2 separate regions of the Pan troglodytes genome follow, and region 1 is linked to region 2. The links are chromatin contacts, called in public HiChIP or PLAC-seq maps. All regions are on one chromosome and are shown on one strand. The core of a region is the stretch at or near the end of the contact, and the rest is flanking DNA. Distances in the headings are between cores, read along the strand shown.

Region 1 (3,382 bases), core at 490-2,989, 270 kb after region 2:
CGCCCGGCTGGCAAGCACAGAGTTCTATAGGAACACCAGGAGAGAACAAACTGGGGATGGGATTGAGGAATGTGGAACAGAGGAAGTGACATCTGAGGTAGGTTTTGAGGGAAGATGAGTAGTCAGTTAGATGGAAAAGAAGAGGAAGATGGTGTGCTATTATTACTTGTTTCAGTGACAGGTGCAGTGATGAGAGGTGATGGGGTCATGAAGACGGGGAGCCCACTAGAGCCCAGGGCTTGAAATCTGATTGTAGTGTGCACGAAGGTCTAGGTGTTAGGAGGGAAGCTTCTTCAAGAGAAGGCTCCTCACCTGCTTCGCACCTGAGCAGGCTCCACATCAAAGTAGGGTCTGAGGATGTCGATGTTGGCGTACAAGCTGAAGGCCCTGGAGGCTTGTCTTTTCCCAGCCTGCCACATCTGAAGTAAGGAAGATGGGCATAGGTATTGTGGTACTGTTGGTTCTAGATCCTGTTGCCTATTTTCCGTTTGATTTCTACATGGTTCTAACTGGACAACCTGGGGCGAACATCACCAACACCAATTCCAGAACACGGGACATACCTAGGTCTACTTTTCTACCTGCAGAGGATTCAATCTTGCTTACCTGATCTGCCACCTGCCGGCTCAGCTGTCCCTTAAAGCCCTTCATGCCCAGGAACTCTCCATCCTCCTCTTCAGCAGCAGCTGCATCAGCTGCATCAGCGTCTACTTCTTCCTCGCGCAGGCGCTGATGCAGCTCACCCATATCCTCGAAGCTAGAGCCTGAGGTATCATCCATGTTCTCCATGTCAATCACAGCTGAGCCTCCGCCCTGTGAAGACAATGGCTCCTAGAGTGCAGGACTTTTCTGTTCCATCCATTAAGTCCTCTGCTCATCCCAGGGTTTAGGGCTTTGTTCTTCCACTGCTGAGGATACGGCTTGGAATCACTACAGATCATGCCACTCCATTCCCCCTCATATGCTCTCAGAACGCCTGGTTTCTAGCTTTGGCTATCTTTTCTAGCCTGGGAAACCTACTAGTCTTCCATTCATGTCTTTCTCCTACGTTACCTATCAAAGACTAAAAGGCTGAAAAAGTACCCATTTCCTTCTTTCCTAAGCCCCAAACAAAACTATACACATAGTATGTTTCCAGCGAATGCCAGTGAATCCCACCCAACCCCACTCCATGCCTGACCCCGACCAACCTCCTAACTTGTTCCAAGAATACCTTCTTCCTAATGCCTCGGGCGGGCCCTGAAACCCGAGATCCTCAGGCTGGAGTACTAGTCTGGCCCTTTCAGGTCAATGTAAATCCACTGACTTTAGTGTGCACGAAGACCCAAAGAAGAGAGTTTTGTAAATGGAGCGGACTTCCAGGCCCAGAGGGGGAATCCCCAAGACACTTCTGGACATCGCCGGCCCTCCGGTTGCTGGCAGCTGGTGCCTTGGGGCCATTACCTGGATGTTTTCTTCGAACCCTCCCCATTCCGGGCCAGCTCCATTTCGGGCGCCGCCCGCCGGCGCCGCTGTAGTTGCCATGTCCCTTGAGGGCTCCCGTCGCTGAAGCCCGCGCTAGCCCCGCGCGCGGAGTGGGCAAGATCTGGGCCTCCGGGAGGTAGACGTCCAGGGTCGAGGAGAGGTGGGATCGGCCGGAACACAAAAAGGAGAAGCCCGGATGTTTGGACAAAACCAACTTCCGGAAGCTGGGGACGTGGACGGGGGCGGGGCAAAATCTCGCGATATTTAAGATTCCAGGAGGCGGCGCGTTGCCACGGAGACGGAGCAGGACTACTAGGACGCACGCGCGAGATAGAACCTCTAGTCTCGTGGAGAGATTGAAGATGGCGGCTTCTCAGGCGGTGGAGGAAATGCGGAGCCGCGTGGTTCTGGGGGAGTTTGGAGTTCGCAATGTAAGCCTTGTGGCCTTGAGCTCGGGCGGGAGGAATGAGAGCGGAACAGGGATGGGTCTTGGGATTGGCGTGGGGATAGCCGTGGGCTCACTGTCCCTTCGTGGACAAATTCGTCCCTTTGCTCTAGGTCCATACTACTGACTTTCCCGGTAACTATTCCGGTTATGATGATGCCTGGGACCAGGACCGCTTCGAGAAGGTAAGTGGGGCCGGAGTTGTCTGGGGAGGGTTATGAAGGCCAGACCCTGTGGTCTGAGCAGCCTGTGTCTGTCTCAGAAGCTGCTCTTGGGGGTCGCTCCGTTTGTAAGTTTGTTGAGCAATGTGCTAGACGCTCCGTTTACAGGCCAAATTAGACACGGTTTCTACCCAGTTCTGCAAAGATGTTCAGTCTTGTTGAGGAATGGTGTGTATAAACAAGTGAATCTAGTGTAATATGGTGAAGGTGGTTGATAGCGATGAAGACGGCAGGTTGGGGTGGGGAGCATTCCGCTGAGACCAGGAAGAGGGGCGGAGAGGTACTTAACATTTCAAGAGGAGGCGACATCTCAATTGAGCCTTGAATGGTAAGTAAAAAAGAACAGGAGTTAAATTATGAAGGGTTTGTTTCAAGTCAGTGAAGTTCAGGATATACAGGTTTTGTGTGTATTTAGTCTTTTGTATTGTTTCACTTAGCTTAAAATAAGGGTTAAAATTGCATTTAAATAGATTACTGAATGTTACCGTTTAGGCAACTGACCTTTGCGTGCAGCTTATAAACATGATCTGTAAATCAGTGCTTGGGAAAATTTTACTTTTTTAACCTGTTGATACAAGGAATAAAGTATGAACAATGAAAAAGGTTAATGCTTGAAAAAAAATTATGGCTTGTGTGAAGTGTGCTCCGGGAATGTCCAAGTAGTTCTGGCATGAGTGGTAGGCAAGGTTGAAGTGTGTCTTGGGCACTGTTGATGATAGGGAGATTGAATAGTTCTTAAGCAGACATGATGAGATTTGCAACCTTGATGCCTGGGAGGGAATGAGTTTGAGGAGGATCATATGGAGCAGGCAGATCTGTTGTAAGGGAAGCTGAGGTTGAAGACATGAACTAAGACTGATGGTAGAAATACAGCAAAGGTAGAATAGAAGGTAAATTTATGATTGCTTTGGTAAAGGCTGTGGGGGTAGCATAAAATGACTTTTTGGCTTGGGAACTGCTTTGATGCATTGTGGTATCATTTACTGAGAGGAGAAATGGGTCTGGGGAACGGGAATGATGATGCATTGTTTTCTGCATGTGGAGAAATCTAGCAGGCTAGAAGACTGTATGCTTGAAATGAGATCAGAAGTGAGATAACATTTTGGGAGTTGTCAGAACAGATAGTTGCTAAAACTGTTAGTACAGTTAAGGTGACCTGGGAGAGAGACAAGAACCTGGCAAATTTAGAGATGGGTGGAAGTCGATCATAAGAGAAGGAAGAAGAGTGGAGCTCAGAGCTCAGAAACCAGGG
Region 2 (3,729 bases), core at 432-2,931:
AGAAGCCTTCCCTGACTACTCTTGCAGGCTCAATGATCTTTCCTCCCAATGTGGTGATTAGAACCATGGACTCCAGAGCCAGGGACTGAATTCCAGCTCTGCCACTTTCTAGCTGTGTAACCCAATGCATATTACTTAACCTGTCTGTATCTTAGTTTCCTCATCTATAAAACAAGGGATAACAATAGTACTCTTACTTCATAGGGTTGTCATCAGGATTAAAGCAATTAACATATGTAAAGTTAGAGTAGTATCTGGCAGAAGTAAATAACTGCTGCAATTGTTGTTGTTGTTGTTGTTATTATTGAGACAGAGTCTCGCTCTGTCATCCAGGCTGGCATGCAGTAGCATAATCACGGCTCACTGCAGTGTTGACCTCCTGGGCTCAAGAAATCCTCCCCCCTCAGCCTCCCGAGTAGCTGGGACTGCAGGTGCACACCACCACACCCAACTAATTTTTAAATTTTTTGTACAGATGAGGTCTCACTATGTTGCCCAGGCCAGTCTTGAACTCCCGGGCTCAAGCGATCCTGCTGCCTTGGTCCCCCAAAGTGTTGGGATTATAGGCATGAGCCATTGCACTTGGCCCATTGTTGTTGTTATTATTATTGAAGTTGCTCTGATGCATTTGTTGAAGGCATTAAGGAAGGAAAGAACTGGCTGGGCACAATGGCTCATGCCTGTAATCCCAGAAATTTGGGAGGCCAAGGTGGGCAGATGGCTTTGAGCTCAGGAATTCAAGACCAGCGTGGGGAACATGGTGAAACCCCGTCTCTACAAAAAATACAAAAATTAGCCGGGGATAGTGGCTCATGCCTGTAGTCTCAAATATTTGGGAGGCTGAGGCTGGAGACTCGCTTGAGTCCAGGAAGCAGAGGTTGCAATAAACTGAGACTGTGCCACTGCACTCCAGCCTGGGCAGCAGAGTGAGACCCTGTTTCAAAAAAAAACAAAAAAAAAAAAAGGAAGAAACTGAAAGAGACAGGCGGCATGCAGAATTTGTTGTTCAAGGAATGTTGGAATGTTGAGTTGTTGAGTAACCCAACATGTCAGAAGGGGAGTAATGGCCTTATGGGTCCATGTTGGGAAGATGTTTTGATGTTACAGTAAAGAGTGTCCATCTTATTTGGTAAGCAGTAAAAACCAATGGCAGAGTTTGTCCACAAATGAAAGAAAGGGCCAAAGAAAGAGAGACACAGATTGAGCCAAAAGATAAAGCATATAGGTGGTGAGGTGAGAATTGCACATGACGGGTGGTGGGTGCGAGTGTGGGATGGTCCCAGAAGTGGTGGGTGATGGGGACGTATGGGAGGATGGGTACAGGAGAGGGGGATGAGTTGAGAGGAAGGCGATATAAACATGTAGAGGATGGAGTGGGGAATCAGGCGAGACTGATGGGTCAGGTGAGGAATTTTAGACATGCTGGGAGTGGGGAAGATAAAGGGTGATGGAGACAGGTGAGTTTTATGGGAACAGGTAAGGAGTGATGGGGCTGTGCTGGGAGATGGAGTCAAGCGAGTGGCAGAGAGCTGTAAGGAGAACCTGAGAGCTGGAGCGGGACAGCCAGAGAGTCCCAGGGCTGGAGGAGAGCGGAGCGGGGCCGTCGGAACGTGATGTCAGAGGAGGAGCCGTGATGTCAGAGCGGGCGGCGGGCGGTGATGTCAGGGCTGGTGCTGATGCTGGCGGCGCGGTGCATTGTGGGCAGCTCCCCGCTCTGCCGCTGCCGCCGCCGTCGCCCAAGGAGGATCGGGGCCGGGCCGGGCCGGGATGATCCGGGTCGGAAGGCCGCCGCCGCCGGAGGGAGTGGGTCACCCAACGCCGCACTGAGCCGCCCCCGCCCCGCCCCGGCCCCGGGGGATGCGCCGCCCGGAGCTGCTGCCTCCGCCGCCGCCGCAGCCGCAGCCGCAGCGGGCACAGAGCAGGTGAGGCGGGGCGGGGCGGGCTGGGGTCGGGGCGGGGGCTCCTTCGTGGGCTCAGGGGGCTCCGCCTGGCTCGCCTCCCAGCGCAGCCTTCTTGGGCTCCCCTCCGCGCTGCCGTCGCCGCCCGCTGGGCTGGGACGCTGGCCTACACCGCCTGGGCCGCGCCGAGGCCTGGAGCCGCTCCCTGTCCCCAGCACACAGACCTCCCTCCCCAACCCGTCCTCCGGGCACTTTGCTCCTCCCCACTCACCTCCGTCCCCTGTCCCCATGGCTTCACCCCTGGCTCTCCTGTCATCCCTGACGAATCATTCGGCTGTCTCCGTAACCTCCCTCCCTGTCCTCAGTCCCTCCATGCCTCCCACCTGCCTTCTTACCTACTTCCTCACCCCCTCAACTGTGCCTAGAGATTCCTCCCATGGTCCTATCTCTTCCTTGCCTGTCATCATTATCTCTCACGGGTCTCTATCCTACCCACTCCCCTCCTCTGATCCTGTCGCTCCTCATCCCTGCCATTCCCCTCTGCCTCCCTCCACACCTCTTTCACCTGTTCCCATCACCCCTCGCTAGTCTCCATCACCTCTCCTTACCTGGGCTCCCAGATTCCCACACACACCTGCTGACACCTTGCAGAGTTACACATCAACACTTGTATTTACAGGTCATGATGAGCTCCCACCAGTTCCACGTACCCCTGTGTACCATCACTGGCCCCACATGCTCCTACCTGCACTCTCTGACAGATATTCATACAAACTCCTGCATAAGCCCTCGCCTTCACCATGCGCCCATGCCCCCATGTGCACATAGGGGTCTGAGGCGGCAGTAACGGGGCAGCCAAGTGTCCCATGTTTGTATCATCCAACCCAGTCTCAGCTGAGCATAGTCCTCAGACACAGAGAGAAGGAGGGTGGAGAGGGAGAAGCAGGTAACCCTCATTTATCTTCCTGGCTCCACTCTTCCTTCTCTTGCCTCATCTGTTTCTTTTTGGTTTGCTCATCTATAAAATGAGAGCAGGACACAAATTTTCCTTATCAACCTAACAGATCCACTGTCCCAGGACTGGAAAGCCCACCAGAGTTCACCCAGTTTAGCTTCTGAAGGCCCCCCTCCCACCAGTTCAATTGCTTCTTCAGTCTTGTCCTCAACCTGTCTCCTCCACCTTTATTCTAGAACCCCCATCCCTACCTCTCCCTTCATCCTGCCATTGCCCTCACTGCCCTTCAAATTCCTGATGCCCCATATCCCACTTTGGCAGAAAGAGGGAAGTCCTGATGCTCTGAAGTTGTAAGGATTGGAGGAAACAGCTCAGCTTAGGCACTTGAAGAAAGAGAAAAGGAGTGGCAGCGTCCCTCCCCATGAAGATCCCTTCTCCATATGTCCACCATGGCCCATCATGAATTGGAAGGTGGTTTCCACACCTCCACGTCCCACCCTGTCCCCTATGGCAGGATGTCTAGATGCAAGAGCCCTGGGAAGTTATTTCATCCCAAGGAAAGGTGGGTTTATGTAGTTTCTACCCCATCTATACATCTCTTTAGCCACCTTCCTCCCCCGACCCGCAACCCCCAAACCCCAGCCTAAGTAACTTCCCTCTTTCTCTATTTGTGACTCTCCAGGGTCATTGTGAGGGCACGGTAGTGTGCTTCTAAAAAGTGTGAGGGAAAGAGAAGAGGAAAATATCCTGGTTCCAAATCCTGTCCTGGGTTGGCAGAAATCTCAGAAAGTCATGTCTTCTGGCCCCTTGCCTACACACATGCATATCACACACAGACACAAAACACACACAAGAACACACAGATACAGAGATACA

What was found. HiChIP or PLAC-seq counts read pairs in DNA pulled down with a chosen protein or histone mark.
Region 1: a contact with region 2 is called in an H3K4me3 HiChIP or PLAC-seq map of stem cell-derived excitatory neurons, with 2.7 times the contacts expected there. The contact joins the promoter of POLR1C here to the promoter of TTBK1 in region 2.

The regions. Positions count from the first base shown.
Region 1 is chr5:49,408,257-49,411,638 of NHGRI_mPanTro3-v2.0_pri, forward strand. POLR1C (RNA polymerase I and III subunit C) reads left to right here and starts at 1,740. Exons shown (of 9, transcript XM_016955581.3): 1 at 1,740-1,895; 2 at 2,023-2,094. The coding sequence starts at 1,827. YIPF3 (Yip1 domain family member 3) reads right to left here and starts at 1,708. Exons shown (of 9, transcript XM_001138532.7): 1 at 1,444-1,708; 2 at 607-813; 3 at 313-419. The coding sequence starts at 1,524.
Region 2 is chr5:49,135,857-49,139,585 of NHGRI_mPanTro3-v2.0_pri, forward strand. TTBK1 (tau tubulin kinase 1) reads left to right here and starts at 1,682. Exons shown (of 15, transcript XM_016955558.3): 1 at 1,682-1,922.